Regions from separate parts of the Mus musculus genome. Here region 2 is linked to region 1. A link is a contact called in public HiChIP or PLAC-seq data. All regions are on one chromosome and are shown on one strand. The core of a region is the stretch at or near the end of the contact, and the rest is flanking DNA. Distances in the headings are between cores, read along the strand shown. Region 1 has its middle 420 kb from the start of Gm34430. Region 2 holds the start of Myef2 (myelin basic protein expression factor 2, repressor).

Evidence for each region. HiChIP or PLAC-seq counts read pairs in DNA pulled down with a chosen protein or histone mark.
Region 2: an H3K27ac HiChIP or PLAC-seq map of oligodendrocyte precursor cells shows a contact between it and region 1, with 20 times the contacts expected there. The contact joins the promoter of Myef2 here to the enhancer-like site in region 1. A contact is called at or near these places in 8 of 39 promoter capture datasets (the 3T3-L1 cell line, the C10 cell line, cranial neural crest and 4 more) and 2 of 115 datasets of contacts at active chromatin or transcription factors (astrocytes and oligodendrocyte precursor cells).

What each region holds. Positions count from the first base shown.
Region 1 is chr2:123,347,083-123,351,750 of GRCm38.p6, reverse strand. No RefSeq gene overlaps it. Among named protein-coding and RNA genes, the nearest start is that of Gm34430, 420 kb to the right of the region's middle. Within about 2 kb of position 1,675, at least 34 of the 459 cell types and tissues checked have an H3K27ac peak or open chromatin away from gene starts, as enhancers often do. A contact at or near this core is called in astrocytes and oligodendrocyte precursor cells, where this site is marked.
Region 2 is chr2:125,120,980-125,125,568 of GRCm38.p6, reverse strand. Myef2 (myelin basic protein expression factor 2, repressor) reads left to right here and starts at 1,909. Exons shown (of 16, transcript NM_010852.2): 1 at 1,909-2,184. The coding sequence starts at 2,051. Gm46759 (a long non-coding RNA gene) reads right to left here and starts at 1,925. Exons shown (of 2, transcript XR_001783448.2): 1 at 1,475-1,925; 2 at 1-780.

The sequences.
Region 1 (4,668 bases), core at 426-2,925:
CTACATGTTTACATATGTTTATCAGTATGTGTGTACATATGGATGTATGTGCATATGTCTGTCTTTTTATGTTTGTTTATGCATTTTTTCTGTGAATGTATACATGCATCTGGGTGAATGGTATGTGTTTGTGTGTATCTTTGCATATGTATGTCCATGTAAGTGTGTGTATGTGCATCAGTTTGTGCATTACATCCCTGTGTATGTGCATCAGTGTGCACATCACATCTCTATGATGGCAACAATGAAACTGCTTTGTCCATAGGTTACCACATCAGCACACAGCCTATAATCTCCTAGAGTTTTGGAAGGAGACAGAGTCTGCAAAGCATTAGCAAATACGTATGAGAAAAAGAGGGATGCTAATGTTGAACTGGTTCATAAAATACATTGTTATCTGATTTCAACTTAATTTCAGGGTCGGTGTCTAGAGCAGGCATGCAGATTTGTCTCTGCTTACAATGCTATATAGTTCTCCCGTTATTTTGAGAGCAATATTAATGAAATGTTAGTAAAACTACAATCCTCCAGTCTCAGCACCCACTACTAACCAGCATGTTGACTCTCACTGCTGTTTTATCAATGTGCTCAGTAAAGAACAGAGGAGGTAAAAGGTGTTGATAGCAGTGAAGGAGGGTAGTGCTTCCAGAGTATGGCTTCCTCTCCAGTACAAGAAACTGGTAGATCATTTCTCAAGGGACTAAGAAATGGATGAAATACCACTAGTTTCTACTCTGCATTGCTGGGAATGGGTTGGTGGTGGGGTATTTGACTTTATACCTACAGAGGCCAGAGGCTGACCTTATGGAGTCAGTTCTCTGCTTCCGTCTTTACATGGGTTCTGAGGATTGGATTCAGGTGAACAGGCTTGCATGGCACATACCATTATTTATTGAGCCAACATTCTGATCCTTCTACGTTCCTGTGATGGGTCCAAGTCCTCTCAGAGGAAATGACTGAGCTTAACTAGTTACCTTTCAAAGTGAGTTCATATTTTCACCACGTGACCACAAGCTTAAGTTATAAAATATAAGATATCACCCCTCTCCTCTTTCGAGAAAGGCGCTGTTTTATTTACGGGTGGAATATTGGGGGCAGGGTATATTTCCTTGCCTGAGAAGAGCAGGATTTTGGTAGTCAGGACATGTCCAGGTTTCATAAATCAGCTCTCTAGCAGCAGCAACAGCCCCTACTTAATTCTAGATTATGCTTAAATTACAAGACCATGAGGCCCATGACGGAGCTGAATCAGAAGGCAGGGGTCTAGGTGTGTTTGCTTTAGCTTTGAATTTTATTTTTATGTCCTATATCCACCCTGAGTCACCATGTCTTCCTGAAGACAAATGAAATAATTTCATCTGCTCAATGCAATCTTATCTCCCTCCCACTCAATGGAGATGCTATGCATTGTGAGCAAACTCTCGCCTCAGCTGAATTTTGAAACTGCCCATGACAGGGCTTCCTATGTCTATTCACAGTGCTGCCTTGCTGTGGAACAGAGTGGAGGCCTGGACATTTGCATTTTTCATAGGGGTTCTACTCTCATGGCCAAGAAATACGTGAAGAGGGGTCTCATTGGCGCAGAGCCTTGATCGGATCCTATTCATGGCTGCCACTCATCGCTGGAGAAAGAGCCCAACAGCAGGCTCTGCTCTCATAAAGAGCTTTGCCTGACTCAGGAAGACATGGCTTTTTGTTCAGCACCATGGGACCCTGTGTGACACTCCACAGCCTGGGCTAGAGGCTGTCACAGTGGCCTTTCACAATTCAAAGAGAAAAGGAAAATAGCCTGCCTTTGAGCATCAGAAATGTGGGTGAGGCAGGAATGAAATCATGAATAAATAAATAAAAACACCAACAGCTGTGGTATTTAAAACAGACAATCGCTATAACCGCAGATGACAGCCCTGCAGCCTGCGGAGTCGGCTAATAAACTGTCTGCTGGGACTGGTATCAGAGATAAACTCATGAGCCATGATTATTCAACCATTAGACCTAAGTGGAAATCAGAGGAAGGTCTGAGCTGGATGATGTTTTTGGTGCCACATGGCCAAGGAAAATTACTCATCAAATCTAAATCATGATGTCTGTCCGCTCTGGATTGGTCCCTGGAAATATTGGCACTATTTACACAGAAGCTTTTTGCAATTTTAATTATAATTTCAGTTGGCTAATGTAAAATTTTCTTTTCAATAATTCGATTGATAAGTATACTTTATTAGTCACAGGATAAAGAAACAACACTGGAGAAACGTCTTATGAGGTAGGAAAAAAAAAAAAGAAAAATTTCTCCTAGGACTGCCTGCTGATTAGGGCAAGCTCTATAATCGCCATTGTAGAAATGTTTGACCAAATGTTACTTTATTTAGCCTGACAAGAATCTCCTTTCTGCTCACTTCAGTGTGTTCTCAGTCTACTTAATACAATCTGTTGTTGACTCCACTTTCTGCATTAGGACTGCTATGAAGAGTGGTTAATGATAGCAGTCATTACAGGGCAGTGTTATTGCATGGGCATCCTGCTTTGAAGGCATGAAGGATGGGCCAGATTGGAATGGCCTCCAGTTGCTTTCTAGAGTAATAACTCTATTGTGTGAAGGACTCAGGAAGGTAAGAATTATTCAGCCCTACATCGGATTTAGGGTATGCTTTCTTAAGTTTTGGGTTAACATCTTTGTGTGCTCTGAATTAGGATCTTTGAAGTGACCCTTACTAATGAAGATGGAAGCTTTTTTTTTTTCATGAGAAAGCCAAATTTTAACTATTAAACTTTTGTTCACACTATAGTGATACAAACAGGTGTAAGAAGTTATAGGGATAAAGTTTATAAAACTACATTTTTAAATTTTCTGCTTGGAGTGTGTGTGTGTGTGTGTGTTCACGCATGTGCACATGTGTGCCCACTCATGCATGCCTATGCGATATATCTGTGTATGTAACTGCCCCTAAGTGCATATACAGAGATCAGAAGTTGGTATTATATGTGTTCTTCCATTGTTCTATGCCTTTTAAAAGATTAATTTGTGCATGTGGTATATATACTTGTTTGTTTGAGGCACATGCACATGAACATTCATGTGTACATGTGAACATTCATGTGCACAGAGTCTAGATGTCAACTTCAAACATCTTTCTCAACTGTGTTTCACTCTATGTTTTGACAGAGAATATTTTGTGGAACTGTCTAGACTGGCTGACCAGTGAGACCCAGAGTCCTCCTGACCCTGGCTCCCAGCACTGGGATTTCAGGCACATGTCACCACATTTGGCTTTTTCCATGGCTGTGGGGAATTGAACTCAGGTCCTCATGCTGTCACAGCAAAGCACTTCTAATGAGTCATCAATGCTGTTGGGCTTTTGCTTCTTCTGGTTCTTGCTGTGTAATCCACTCTGGCCTTGATCTGCAGTCTTTGACCTACAGATTCCTTCATAAGTGGGATGACAGTCATATATCACCAGTCGTGGCTTTTATCCTTCACCATTGATTTTGGTTTTGATATCTGACTTTTGGGTATTTTAATTTTCTCCTTCTTCCCTATCCACTTCTATGTCTAGACTAGCTCTCGTCCCTTCTTGGAAGAAAGTCTCTGAGTCTGGAGCCCCTTCACTCATGTGAATATGGATATTCTAAACCTTTTTGCTGAACCATGAACCATATACTCAGCAGTATGAACTAATAAATGGTCTGAACACTTGGATGCTGGCCTCAATGACACATTATTCTGGATATGTCTATAAGTAGTAAAAACTAAGCACGCATACATGGTGTTCATATCACAGACTAAATGGAAGCCAAGAAGCCATGTGCCTGCTTCGCATGTCATAAGTAGAAATGTGCCCACAGGGAGACTGAATCAGATTTAAAATACCAGTGCTGAAATATGGTACAAAGAACAGTCATATGGAGACATTTACTATTGTGTATGTGTGTGTGTGTTTGTGTGTGTGTGTTTAGTAACAAGGATTAGACCTAGGGCCTAACATGCAAAACTGAGCCCATGGACATTCATCCTAATTCAGGCATTTGTTTAAGGAACAAAAGCTGCAATTCTGATACATAGTAGGACACCATGAAACCTACAAAGCTTTTCTATTGAACTCAAGCTCCAAGCTCACCTCCAGGTGTGCACCCATTGAGCTATCAGCGTGTTTTAAATGGCTGCCATCTACTCCATGAGTCCCTTTAGAAGGGGTGAAATCTCTAGAAGCAGTTTTGGTACCATGGTTTAGGTAAAGCCAAAGTTAGCCACAACTCCCACCTAGTAACACAACTAAAGGATATGCAAAATAGCATGATCAGTCACGTGCTCAAATCTGATTATCATGAAATGAAAGTGTACAGAAATAAACCTCTTTGGATTCAGTAGGTAATTGCTACTGTACAATTGCAGAAATAACTACGGGCTTTTCTTTCACACCCTGGGCATCTTTATAATAAAGGTTTACTTGGAAGAGGCAAAGCCACACGCTGTGTATAAAGCCCCCCTCCTGTTCGCAAGGATCTGGCCAGCAATCTGAAATGTTTTCATTTCATGACTGGAGAGCATAGCATGCCTTGTCTTTGTGACAGATGTGTTCTTATCAGTTGTAGAAACCTGGGTGCTTTTAGATGGCTGAAATGATTAGTTTTCTTTGTAAAGAATACATGGAACAGCTCATTTCTGAAATT
Region 2 (4,589 bases), core at 660-3,159, 1.8 Mb before region 1:
ATTGGGGCTAAAGGGTAGGCAGAGAGCCATTTATCTTAGGCTCACAGTTTAAATCCTGCTTGGTTGTGGGTTGTCCTGGTGCTGTTTGTATTCTGATGTTAATTCTGCTTCCTCCAGAGGGGTTGCCCCCTAGAGCAGTCGCAGCAGGTGAAGTCCTGCGAACCTTCCCATTTTAACTGGTCAATAAAGGCGAGAGCCCGTTTTTTGGGCAGTGGTGGGATAGGAAGAACGGGAGATCTCTGAGAATGGGCACAAGTAGGGAAGAGGGAGGACGAGAGGAGGAAGGAAGACAGTGAGGACAATAGCCATGTTGGAGCAGAACCACGTGGCCAGGAGAAACCACAAGTAGCAAGGGGTCTTATAGCTGGGGAATGTTAGTATAGTGTTAGATCTGCCCAATCTAGGCTTATATCTTATACTTATAATAACTGGATTACGTGGTTTTTTTTTTTTTTTTTAAGATAGGCTTATTGGGGTTGGAAATTCCAAGACACTGCCCCCCAAAGCTCAGTCATTAAGAATAGCTCTTTTAATGGGATATTTAAATTGGCATACTCTGGAGTATGGGTAAGTCTCATGTGTGTGTTTAATTAAATTGTGCTTTTAGCTCGATTACAGCTCTTGAATAGTGCTGTTTCCCAAAGTCCTCCTCCAGCAGAGCTCTAGTGTCCCTTCCGAACCTTCTATTATGGTTTGGTCACGATGAACTCTTGAAAAGTGTTGAAATGTGAAAAAGGTTTTTGCAGGAATCTACTAGTCCAGGACTGTCAGATGGAGTTCCTTGGAGAAATTCAATGGTAACAAAAGAATACATGGAATAGTGAATACTTTGAAATCTAGGGTTGAGGTGGGGTGGGGTGGGTTAATCTGGTTTCTCCTTGATTGAAACCCCATGGGAGCCTTAAGAGATAGACTGCGATACTGTAGCACTTGGCCCTAGATGAAGTGTTTTCTTTAAATCTCTACCTTGCAGGGAAGGAACTGCTGTCTTTACCTGAAGAGAAGTGGAGAACTGAAATGCCTCAGCCGAGGAGAAAGCCTAATTTTCTCTGCCAGATTCCAGCACCTGTCTGCTAACTGCAACCATTAGGCCCCAGGGGTGACAGTACAGAAACACAAAAGTATCTGTTGTGTTTAGGACACTATGTGGGTAGAACGCCAAACTCAGAATTTTGTAGATGACTCTCATCTCTAATAAACTGTGTCTGCCTTATGCTGTTCACTTTTTTTTTAAAGAAGGAAACATTTGAGGAGGTCTTAGCTTTTTTTTTCAACTGAAAAAGGCCATTTTAGTGTGAAGTGTAATCATGACACTCAGGTTTATGAATCTTTAGTATTTAGGGGTAAAATCTATAATCCAAACCAAAATATGCATTTGTAGCTAGTCTTGTATAAGACTTCTTTTAAAACAATTTGTTTTTTCCATGTGTGCGTGTGGTTTGCCTGCATGTATATCTGTGCACCACAGACATACCAGCGCCTATGGAGTCAGAAGAGGTCGTTGGAGCTCCTGTATGTGGGTGCTGGGAACCGAACCCAGGTCCTTGGCAAGAGCAGCAAGTCATCCTAACTGCTGAACTCCTCCAGCCCCCTTGTACAGGTTTTCTTAAGAAAATGATGGACTGTCCAAATCGATAGCTGCCCCGAGAATGTAAAAACTTCGACCTCTTAGCTGATTGCTAAGGTCTACAAAAATCTTCAGCCCTCAAAGAAAGTGGTCAACTTGTCCTCAGCTACCGGTGCTCGCTGGCGGGTTCGTAGAGCATCCACCCGCAGAGATGGAGCTGCCATAGTCCTCTCATCCAAAGGCCCCGTCCCCGAGGACCCCCATCTCTGCCCCCCCAGGCAGCCCGCGCTCCCTCCGCAGGTGGCCGCGCCGGAGCCCCGCCCCCACTCACTCCCCAAGTCGCGGGGCCTCGTCCGCTCTCGCGAGATCCCGGCCGCCGAGCGCTCGGGGCCTTTTCAAATCGCGATCCGTTACCGCTTCTCCGGCCGCCGCCATTGTAGCGCTCGGAGCCCTCATCGCGGCCGAGGCGGAGCCCGCGGCGGGATGGCCGATGCCGACAAGTCCGAGGCGGCCGCGGGTGACGACGGCTCGCAGCAGCAACCGGCTGAGCCGCGGCGAGACACGCACCCCGGCGAGCCCGAGAAACCGCCGCGCAGCAGCGCCAACGGCGTTAAAATGTATTGTCTCCCCCGGGCGGCCGGGCGGGAGGGCGGCCGGGCAGGGCGGGAGGCGCGGGCGGCCCCGGGGCGGGAGCAGGTGCGGTGCTGGCGGCCCCGGCCTCGGGCGCGCGGAAAAACGGTCCCCTTTAAAAGGCCCGAGGCTAGCCTCATCCTCGGGGAGGACCCAGGGATGACATCATCGGTCCTTTCCCCTCCCGGCCCGGTTCCGAGCCCCGGTGAGGGCCGCGTGTGCGGTGGTGGCTTCCAAAGTGTTAGAGCTCACCGAACCCATTGTGTTCCTCTTGATTGGCTTTCGAAAAAGGAGGACTTGGTCTCCTCCACCCACCCGGTGATGGTTGTGGGCCGTGCAGGCTGGTTTATTTATTCATTTTTTTAAAAACACAAACTCAGTGTGTAGTGGCCTTCATTTTACTATAATTCACTTACGATATAATTAAATTACTGAAATATAAATCTGAATTTGGCAAAACTGGGAACGCAACCCAGGGCCTCGTGCAGTCTCCAGGCAGGCGCTAGGCCACAAAATGACACCCCCCCTCCACCGAATGCAGTGCTTTTTTTGTAGAAGAAAACCCGAGGGCTGAAGGTTGGATCTGTCATCTGTGTCTGTAGAGAATTTAGTCGACGTTAATCCATAAGATCTTAAGTTGTAAGGCAGTAGGATAGGGGCAGATTGTGCTCGGCTGTCCTTGTCACGTGGGGCTATGTGAAGGCAAACATTTATTTTCCTATGGCTTATTCTGTAAAAACTGAAGTTGAAAATAATGCCAGTAATTTGTTAAAACACCCTCCACCTCTCCATCCTGCCACGGTAGAAAGCAGTGAACACATGCTTTCTGACATGAAGTCAGAAAAGGGAAAATGTCTTTCTGGCTTTTGTGTGGAAATACTTGAGGCAGTGATTTGGACCAGTCTGTTGAAACCGGCTGAATTGAATTGGTTGCAAACTAGATGGGGTAGTGCTCCTCAGCTTCTCTATGACAGTCTCGCTCTTAGGGTGACATCATTGTATATTTTTTCTTAACCACTGACAACGTATTTAAGAGGAATTACCCCAGTTCCCTGGGGCCTATCCTGAGCTTTAGAAGTTCAGTGTTTGCTGTTTTCCTGATGCCTATATTCATTTTTGAAATGATATATGATATATGTGGAGAGGCACTTTAAGAGCGTTCCATTAGACAGAGCCTGTTGTGTTACCTTTGAATTGGCTAGGAATACCTTAAATATGGACATTCGTCTCCCTACCCACCTGGTGACTTTTGAACAGGAAGCATCGTGTGAGCAGAACAGAATTTTGCAGGTATCAGATTTGCAGGGCTTGAAAGTCAGTGCAGTTTGCTCATGGATGGAGAGTGTGCATGCATCAACCACCGAGAAATCAGAAAGCAAGGAAAGCCTATCTCTTATGCCTGTCAGATCTTGGGCTTTTTCAGAGATTTGCTATTAAAAATAGAAAAAAAAAGTGGAGTGACTGTAACAATATAGTCACCCTCTGTGTCTTTGGATTCTGTATTCATGGAGTTAATGGTGAATTGGAAATACCCACATTGTATCTATATGGAAAGTAAGCATACATGATACACGCGTTGTTTTAGGTATTATAAGTAAGGCAGAGAGTGAAGTGTGTGTGAGATTGTGCTACGTCCCATGCACACACTGTGTTTTGGGAAAGGGCTAGAGTATCTGGACTCTAGCTGTGGGGTGCAATGGGGCTGAGGGGTACAGGGTTGTATTACTAATGTGTACCTAGTAGTGAGGGTGCCACTGTTTGTTTTTTTTTTTTTCCTGAAGAAAATAATCATTGAATCTTATAATGTTGGTATTTGTGAAGCTGGTATCTAAACTTCTATTAGACCCAAAAATACAGTGTCTACAGTTGCATTGCAGGATGGGAAAAGAGGTGAGAAAGAACCATTTTCTAATTTAAGGAGAGAAAATATAGGGCAATTGTTAACAGTAAATACAGATTGTTTCCTTATTCTAATTCATTCTTTCCATATTTTCTCAGTGTTGAGTAGAGACCAATGTACTCTAAGGAATTTCTTACACCTCTGCTGGGCCAGCGTAGGTAGTCACAGTGAATACTTAGGGACTTGAATCTTCTGTGAGTCTACAGTGTGACAACCTGTGGGGTGGTTGACACTTTGGGCTGATTACCATGCTTTCAATGATAAGTCATTAAAAGAAATTTGATAACCAGACATTGCTTTACAACATCCACTGCTTCGAAGTGAGCCATGTGCTGCTATTGGGACTGGAACACCTTGTATTAATGCAGTCACAGCAGACAGAGGGGGCTGTCCTTTTCATCCTGTCACCTTAAATGTTAAAGGTTCACTGAGTATCCATTGAAGAAATAGAGGAAGACATTTTGAGATCCTGAGACTCATGGAAAAGATTTA